Regions from separate parts of the Xenopus tropicalis genome. Here region 1 is linked to region 2. A link is a contact called in public Hi-C data. All regions are on one chromosome and are shown on one strand. The core of a region is the stretch at or near the end of the contact, and the rest is flanking DNA. Distances in the headings are between cores, read along the strand shown.

Region 1 (3,926 bases), core at 175-2,674, 350 kb after region 2:
GAAGGGGATTTTATATGTACAAAGCACCTGGGCCAGGCTGCATACATCTGGTAGTTATTAACGGGTTTTAGTTTTGGTTTGGGTCACTCTACAACTGAACTAAATAGAAAGATCCTCTTTTTTTCTCCAAACCACTGTCTGAAATTCCTGGCCTGACTAATAACAGAGTGCTTAGGAAGCTGGGTTGCTGTGCACATCCACATGGAAACAGCAAGAAGCAACTTTAGCAATGCTTAATGACTTAGGTCTGGAAGCTCAGGTGGCTGTATAACCCACACATAGGGGCTGATTTACGAAGACATGATTTCGAATCCGAATTGGAAAAATTCCGATTGGAAACGAACATTTTGCGTCTTTTTCGTATTTTTTGCGATTTTTTCGGCGTCTTTACGATTTTTGCGTAAAAACGCGAGTTTTTCGTAGCCATTACGAAAGTTGCGCAAAGTCGCGATTTTTTCGTAGCGTTAACACTTGCGCGCAAAGTTGCGCCTTTTTCGTAGCGTTAAAACTTAAAAGGCAAGTTTTAACGCTACGAAAAAATCGGGACTTTGCGCAACTTTCGTAATGGCTACGAAAAACTCGCGTTTTTACGCAAAAATCGTAAAGACGCCGAAAAACTCGCGTTTTTACGCAAAAATCGTAAAGACGCCGAAAAAATCGCAAAATTACCGATCATTACGAAAAAAACGCAATCGGACGCATTCGGCCCGTTCGTGGGTTAGTAAATGTGCCCCATAGTGTGTGTTGAAAAAACAAATGTAATTTCCAATAATCAGGTCCTGAAGTCGACAAGTCTGATTTTGTAAATGTTTTTTGATAAGTTTTAAATTTGGAACAAACAATATCAACCCTCCTGACTCTGCCTGTGTCTTAACATTGCAGTTAATATCTGTAACTGTGTATATCCATATGTATTTATTAAAATTAATGCTTGATGTCCACTATTAGTGGACAGTAAAACTGTACAGGACTGAATATTTAAGAGACATCCATGCACTGTTAAGCATTTTATTAGATGTCACTCCCAGCTACATATTAAAGCAAAGTAAAATGCAGGGGAATATTAATACTTAATTCCTGAATGTATTTGTCTGAGAGTACAGGCAACCAACAAACCTACCAAGCCCTCCCGAGGCTGCTGATGATAACAAACCGATGCAGTATATCTGCTTGTTTATAGAATGGCATATTAGGTTTCAGTTTTGTAGATCTCCAACGAATGGTTTAGGTCTTTATGTTTAGCCTATGAAACTAATGATATTTAGAAACAGTGCAGGTGTATGTAGACTGAGAAGGCTAAGTGATGCTTACAGTGTTTACGTATTAGAGCAGAAACTGCAACAACAATTACTCCCCTGACTATTCAAGCGTAGCCACAAAGTAAACAGCAAACGCTTGTTTAGCCAGACACAAATGTGTGCTTTTCTCCAGGTTACCTGAGTGATCTCTGACACTTGGACAAAGGAAGTGCCTGGAAATGCAAGGACCTCCTCTTCTGTTTCTACACGTATTGGAAGCTTAAGGAAATTAAAGGAGTCATTATAAACATGGATACTTTAAGTATACAGGAACATAAAACAAATAATCTTTGTAACAAATCTGTGTAAGTTAGTTAGAAAAAAGACAGCCATTATACTGTAGATAGGGAAAGAAAATAAACAGACTTCTTGTTATGCTTTATCAAGACAAAGTCCTACTTGTACAGTGGGTTTTCTCCATAAGGATTCTCTGAGGTTAAAGGAACAGTAACACCAAAAAATGAAAGCGTATCAAAGTAATTAATATATTATTTACAATTGGCCCACACTGGCAAAGGTTGTGTGTCTGCTTCAGAAACCCTACTATAGTGCATATAAACAAAGCTACTATGTAGCAATGGGGTAGCCATTCAAACTGAAAAAAGGAGAAAAGGCACAGGTTACATAACAGATAAACTGCATAGATTCCCATTGTATTCTATTGAGCTTATCTGTTATTTGTTATGTAACCTGTGCATTTTCTCCTTTTTCCCAGCTTGAATGGCTGCTCCCATGGCTACACAGCAGCTTATTTATATAAACTATAGCTTAAATTAGAATTAATTAGCTATTAAAGCCAAGGATGTACTCTTCCCAAAGAAGGAAATTACTTTTCTATTCATTTCTTTATGAATTAATGGCTGCAAGGTCAATGGTCCTTTTCAGATCAATTATATCTCCTTTATTTTTATGTACTGTTTGGATGAAGATCAAATATTGATATGTCCACCACATATGGAAGAAAAAAAAAGAAAAGAAAAACAGACATGGGGTGTACTTTCTCACGACTGCATGAATAACAGTGTGTAAATAACCTTTCTTTTTTTGTAAGACATCTTTAACCGTTTTTAGTCAATAGATGCATCTGCCTTAATGTTTTAGTTCTCAGATCTCTCTGAACTCCCGAGTTGTAGAACAAGTTCGAACTCTCACTGCAGCTGAAGCTTTTGTCTGATGTTATGGCAACAGCCAGGTTTTATCACAAAATGTACAGATGTTTTCCATTACTTAAAAGCTAACAAGATTTGATGGCATTACTGAAAAGGTGCCAGGGCCAAAATGAAGAATGAATAAATTACCTTTGGAATAAGGGAGAGCTCACAGATGAGTATGCTGCTGAGCCATATGAATGATTAAATATGAATAATGTATTTGTTCTAGTTGTACTAAGAGGTTTAATGGACCCCTGTGAAATTAACCTTTTCTGTCCAGAAGTTTTTATATAAAATGAGCTCCAGTTTTCATGTACATTGTTATTAGTGCCTCAGTTTGTACAGTAGCTTTAAATTCATCCAAAATGGATTTCAAACCTTGCAGAAACCTTTTAAATCCTGTTATAAACTGTGGACATACCAGGGCACCTGGCCAAGTAGTATTGCCTTGGACACAAATACCTTGGCCCAGCTCTGTTCAGAACCTAATATAACCTTTAAGATCTGTTAAAAATACCACTGATAAAACTGCACTTACAAAGACTTGCACTACAGTTTTCCTTCTCCTTACAGACTAAACAATAATAAACCAGTTAGCCAAAGTTCTGGAATTTGATAATGTTCTACATATTTGATTGTTCTGAGGCAGAGTAAAATGAATACAATACCTGTATGTCAGGATTTATCGGAGCAGGATTGGAAGTAGGAGGAGGAGTTGTTTCTTGATTGGGAGACATTTGGCTCACACTGGTGCTCTCGCTTGCTACGCTGTCAATATCAACACAGGGAAGCACCTGAACAGAGAAAAGGCATGCCAGATAAAGAATGCTTAATTATGATAAACAGATCTATTCCAACCATGGAAGTTGCTACATTTGACTTAAAGGGGTCTTCCAACCCAAAACTGTTCTTGCTTGATGGAAAAAAAATTGCAATTCTAAGCAACTTTCCAATAAGCATTATTAAGTGCAATGGTTTTAAATTTGTTAATGGAATTGGAAGAAGCATTCATATATCTCTTTCTGATACCTAGGTCTGACTTTTGAAACAATGTAGCTGAAGTCAGTTCTTCTCCACGTCTGTTAATCAGTTGGCTGTTACAATATTGTATTAGAAGTCACAGCCTGGGGTGTAGAAAATGCAATCAGACTATGTCAATAGTATTTCATGTACAATTTACTTTAAAGAAACCAAATATGCTTAAACAATGTACACTGGAAAGTTGCTTAGTGCATTTTATAATGCAAGCAATTCGGTTTTTTTCTTACAGGGCCCCTTTAAATAAAGACATCTTTCAGAGAGAGCTTTCACAGAGGATGAAAGGGTAAAAACTGCAGAGGCTAGAGAGATTGCTTATAGATCCTGAAATGCACATATACAATCATTCCTAATTTCAATATATTGAATTAAATAGCAAATGTAGAAAGACTAAAATCCACAGATATGTATAGTATATGATGGCTTACACACCTGGACT
Region 2 (4,335 bases), core at 21-2,520:
GGTAGCATTTACTGGTCAGCTGTGATTAATACTGTGGGTAACTAGACCAGGACAAAGTGCCTTTAATTACAACATTAAGGGCTCTGGCACACAGGGAGATTAGTCACCCGCGACAAATCTCCCTGTTCGCGGCGACTAATCTCCCCGAGTTGCCATCAGTTGCCATCCCACCGGCGACAATGTAGTCTCCCCGAACTACCATCCCACCGGCGAAAATGTAAGTCACCGGTGGGATGGCACACACGGCGGCGTGATTTCGGCAAATCGCCTGCGCAGCGTGTAACATCCCACCGGCGACTTACATGTTCGCCGGTGGGATGGTAATTTGGGGAGATTAATCGCCCGTGACAAGGGAGATTTGTCGCGGGCAACTAATCTCCCCGTGTGCCAGAGCCCTAAAGGAATCCCTTATCTGGAAGCCCATTATTCAAAAATCTCAAAATTATGGGAAGGCTATCTATCAGTTAGAGTCCATGATAAGTAAATCATTCTAACTTTTAATTGTAACAATAAAACAGTAGCTTGTGCTTGATGGTAGCAAAGGTGCATGAATACATATTGGTGGCATTCCTATTGAATTTTTTTAGTGTTGAAATAACTTTTAGCAGATTTAGGGGCAGATTCATCAAAGTACGAGTTCGGATCCCGAAATGGGTAAAATTCGGATTAAATACGATCATTTCTGATGATCGTAAATGTCACGAAAATACTTACGAAAAAATTGTAATAGTCACAATAATATCGTATTGGCGATCTGAAAGTCATGAAAGTTTCGTATCAGAACGATCATAAACGGTGGGAAAACCTTCTTTGATCCTTCTGTGCATGTTTTTGGAAGTCTCTCATAGGACTCAATGGCACTCTGCAGCTCCAACCTGGCCAAATGAAAGTCATGATAACGAAGCTTTAATGAATTCGAAACTTTCGTACTCATTGCGACAAACACGATTTTGTCGCGTAAAATTTGTCGCAAAGTACAAAAAAAGTCGCACAAATTAACGAAAAAAACACAGAAAATATGCACAGTTCTATAAATTAGAAAAAATTAAAAAATGTTGTGTTTGGAATCAATTGTACTTTGATAAATGTGCCCGTCACTGTATTGCGATTTGAGTTAAAGATTGTCTCCCCTAAGCCCTTTTGAATCTAGTACAATTTAACATAGGCTGCGCTAGGTTCTAACTCCAGTCCACAGGTCTCTGCGGCTATTCACAGGTTTATTTCATTTGCAACTAGCAACCTTAGCATAACATACACAAACTTGTTCAAGCACACTTGGGACTGTGATTTTTAAATTGCAAATTTTAGTGAGGTTCTTTGTCTTGCTTTTCAGGTGCAGCTGCTTTGTATATTACATTGTTTTGGGCTTTTATAAAGGATAATCACTGTTCTTTTATAATTATCACACAATGCCCTATGCAGTGGCAAAAAAATGGACAATTGCTGCCTTTTTTGCACTTTGGACACAGCTTGGGGCATTGTGAATACCCCCTTGTGTATCCCTGGGCTTTCCTTCCGCACTTTTTGCTTATTACCCTTTGACACTATGATCCTTTATTTTCCTCTTCATTTCTTTTTGTTTTTCTCCTCATTTATACTTTCCCTCTTTACTTTGACTCTTCACTTTCTTGAACATTTTTCTAATTTCTTTCTATAGCTTGTTACTGGTTTATATTCCCTTTTTCTTTTTTCTTTTTGCCCTAGTTTTCATCTCAGTTCTTCTCTTTCTATCCTTTCTGCTTGATCTTATATTCTCTTCTTCCTGCAGACATGCCTTTGTTTAGTTTGCATTCAGTTGTATCTCCTAATCACCACTAGATGTCAACCCTTAACCACATACAGAACTCAGTAGCCAGCCTTTGGGAGCAGCCCTGCCCTGCTGCTTTCCTTTGTCTTCAGTTTAGCTGGTGATTGATGAAATATTTGGTTGACAGCCACACCTCACCCGGTCCTCTGTTATTCCTCTAATGTAAGAATAAAGTACCATCAAATTTACTTTCTCTCTCTGTTGACAAAAGGCTACAATGATTTGTACCATCGTTCAAAGTAATTTCGGAGCTTTAATTGCTGCACTGTATAACTGTACATAGGGAGTCTATTGAGACTGCAGTTCAGAATTGTGCTCCAATATTTGGTTTTTTTTTTATTGTGGGGAACTTTGACTATGTGACTTCAAGTGGTTCCTTGCAATTGACTATATCTATTTTTGTATTTTGGGTTATGGCTATAACAGCTATACCAATAACATATACCAGCTATACCAATAACATAAACATCCATGCATTTCATTTCAAAAGTACATTTTATACACCAAATCACTATAATTGCTACAATAAGTTCATTAAAAAAAAATTACACAATTTACTTTACCTTACATTAAATTATGTGAACATAGCTTCTTCTGTGTGCACAACATTTCTTCTTACATATTTGCATTTACATGACAAGGAGCGGCCATAATGCTTGTTAGTGCTGAGACATTCTCCAAAAGAACATTCCCCTGTAACTGTGATTGATACACTGATGACATCCTTTGTAGAATGCCTCAGTAGAGTGAAGCTGTGTGGCAGCTTTTGCTCATATTTGTAAATACAAATATGCATTACTGAAAAAGATATTTGCATAGAAGAAATACTTTACATGCCGTCTGTATGACCCATACAGAGGCTCAGTTCATTGGGTTGATAGAAATCCTGAGCTCGGAGGTGGGTGGGAGAAACCTCTTTTTTTCATAACTGGAACATATGTAGTTGTATTAGAAGGTTGCTGCTATACCACAGGTAAAGCAGAAGACATATGGCTCATTGTAGAGGTTTGTCAAACTGCAATTTTGTTGTAGTTGTGTTACATTTATCTATAATAACAGCACAGGTGCTATGTATATCCATATATGAGGACACTTGTGTGGGATCAGAACAGTGATGTGGGGATCATCTATATGACTCCCCTTGCACACTGCAAGTTTGTGTTTGTTCAGTTATGTAAAATTACTTGGTAGCATTTGACTTTAATGCCGTGTTGATGGGCAATGAGTTATAGACACTTTAAATGCACTTCAGCAAACAGAAGCCCTAATCAATAATATCCCAGTGCCCAGACCATTCTCATTCTCATCCAATCATGATGCTTACTGTTAGGTATCAGGATTCAGTCTGAGATTTTTATTATTACCATATATACATAAAGCCCCAACATTTTCTGCAGCTTTGCACAAGGAAGGGGTGTATACATTTTCAATGGTTCTAAAGTTATTTGTAAATGAAACTGTTATTGAAAGCAGTATTTGTCTGTCTATTTACATTCTCTGCACTTCTCGTTCTGACTTCTGAAACAGGGAAGCAGAAGCAGCAAATTAATTGATCTCGATTTCCTCTTCAAGAGTCACAACCGGAGAAAAGAAAGGGATAAGCAAATACTGATTTCTACTGCAACAACATTAACAAATAGCTTTAAAACCACTGAAAAACCATATGCAAACACAGGTTTTGGGTAGTGTACCCCCCCCTTTAAACACAGTCATAATGAGCAGAGTGGTTTTTTATTGAATATGAAGGTAATCCAAAATAACATTCTGAAAGACCCATCATCGTTTCCATACAAAGTTTGTTTGTGGCTTGTATCTGAACATGTTTATCTAATTAATTTCAGACCAATTAAAATGACTTGTCAGAATCCTGGAGCAGATTAAGCTGTCAACAAATAGTGCTAACTTCCATAAAATCCCAAATATAGATCTAGGATTTACATATTACATGTTCCTGCAATCTTTCTAGATGAAGTAACTGTGCAGTAGGATGTTGTATATTGAACAAATAACTTTCATTTGGAAATGTTTTATATATTGTGTATTATTAAATTTATATGTTTACTAATAAGGTTCTAGAGCAGAGAAACAGAATCACTGGTGGCCTCTAGACCAATTTGGCAGCATATTGGCCTGTGTATGGGGGGGTTTCCAGATGGTCTCCCCCAAAGAGTTCTAGCTTAAAACTGGAAAGAAACCTGTAGGGCAGTTTTGAAAATCTCACCAGGTATCTGTAGGCCTGCTGTATGATCAGTTCATTTGCCCTTGGTCAATGATTAAATCTGCCTGATTTAGACCAACATGTGAGTGGCCAAACTGGGCAGAGATCTGCTCATTAAAAAAATGCAAATAAAAAATGAAGACCAATTGCAAAGTCTCAGAATAGCATTGTCTACATCATACTAAACTTTTTTTAAATTAAAAAGTTAATTAAAATGTGAAAAACCCTTTAAATATGATATTACCTTGTATTTTGCCCAGTTTCTGATACACTCAGTCCTTACCCATCTATTTAACCTTTTACTTTCTGC

The links. A called contact is a pair of places that touch in the nucleus more often than the background predicts.
Region 1: a contact with region 2 is called in a Hi-C map of gastrula embryo, with 3 times the contacts expected there. The contact joins two enhancer-like sites. A contact is called at or near these places in 3 of 5 Hi-C or Micro-C datasets (brain, gastrula embryo and neurula embryo).

The regions. Positions count from the first base shown.
Region 1 is chr8:103,482,052-103,485,977 of UCB_Xtro_10.0, forward strand. It overlaps kiaa0586 (protein TALPID3), which reads right to left. Exons shown (of 32, transcript XM_002933744.5): 17 at 3,920-3,926; 18 at 3,118-3,243; 19 at 1,437-1,517. Among named protein-coding and RNA genes, the nearest start is that of kiaa0586, 24 kb to the right of the region's middle. Within about 2 kb of position 1,425, at least 3 of the 11 cell types and tissues checked have an H3K27ac peak or open chromatin away from gene starts, as enhancers often do. A contact at or near this core is called in gastrula embryo, where this site is marked.
Region 2 is chr8:103,131,856-103,136,190 of UCB_Xtro_10.0, forward strand. No RefSeq gene overlaps it. Among named protein-coding and RNA genes, the nearest start is that of daam1, 33 kb to the left of the region's middle. Within about 2 kb of position 1,271, at least 3 of the 11 cell types and tissues checked have an H3K27ac peak or open chromatin away from gene starts, as enhancers often do. A contact at or near this core is called in gastrula embryo, where this site is marked.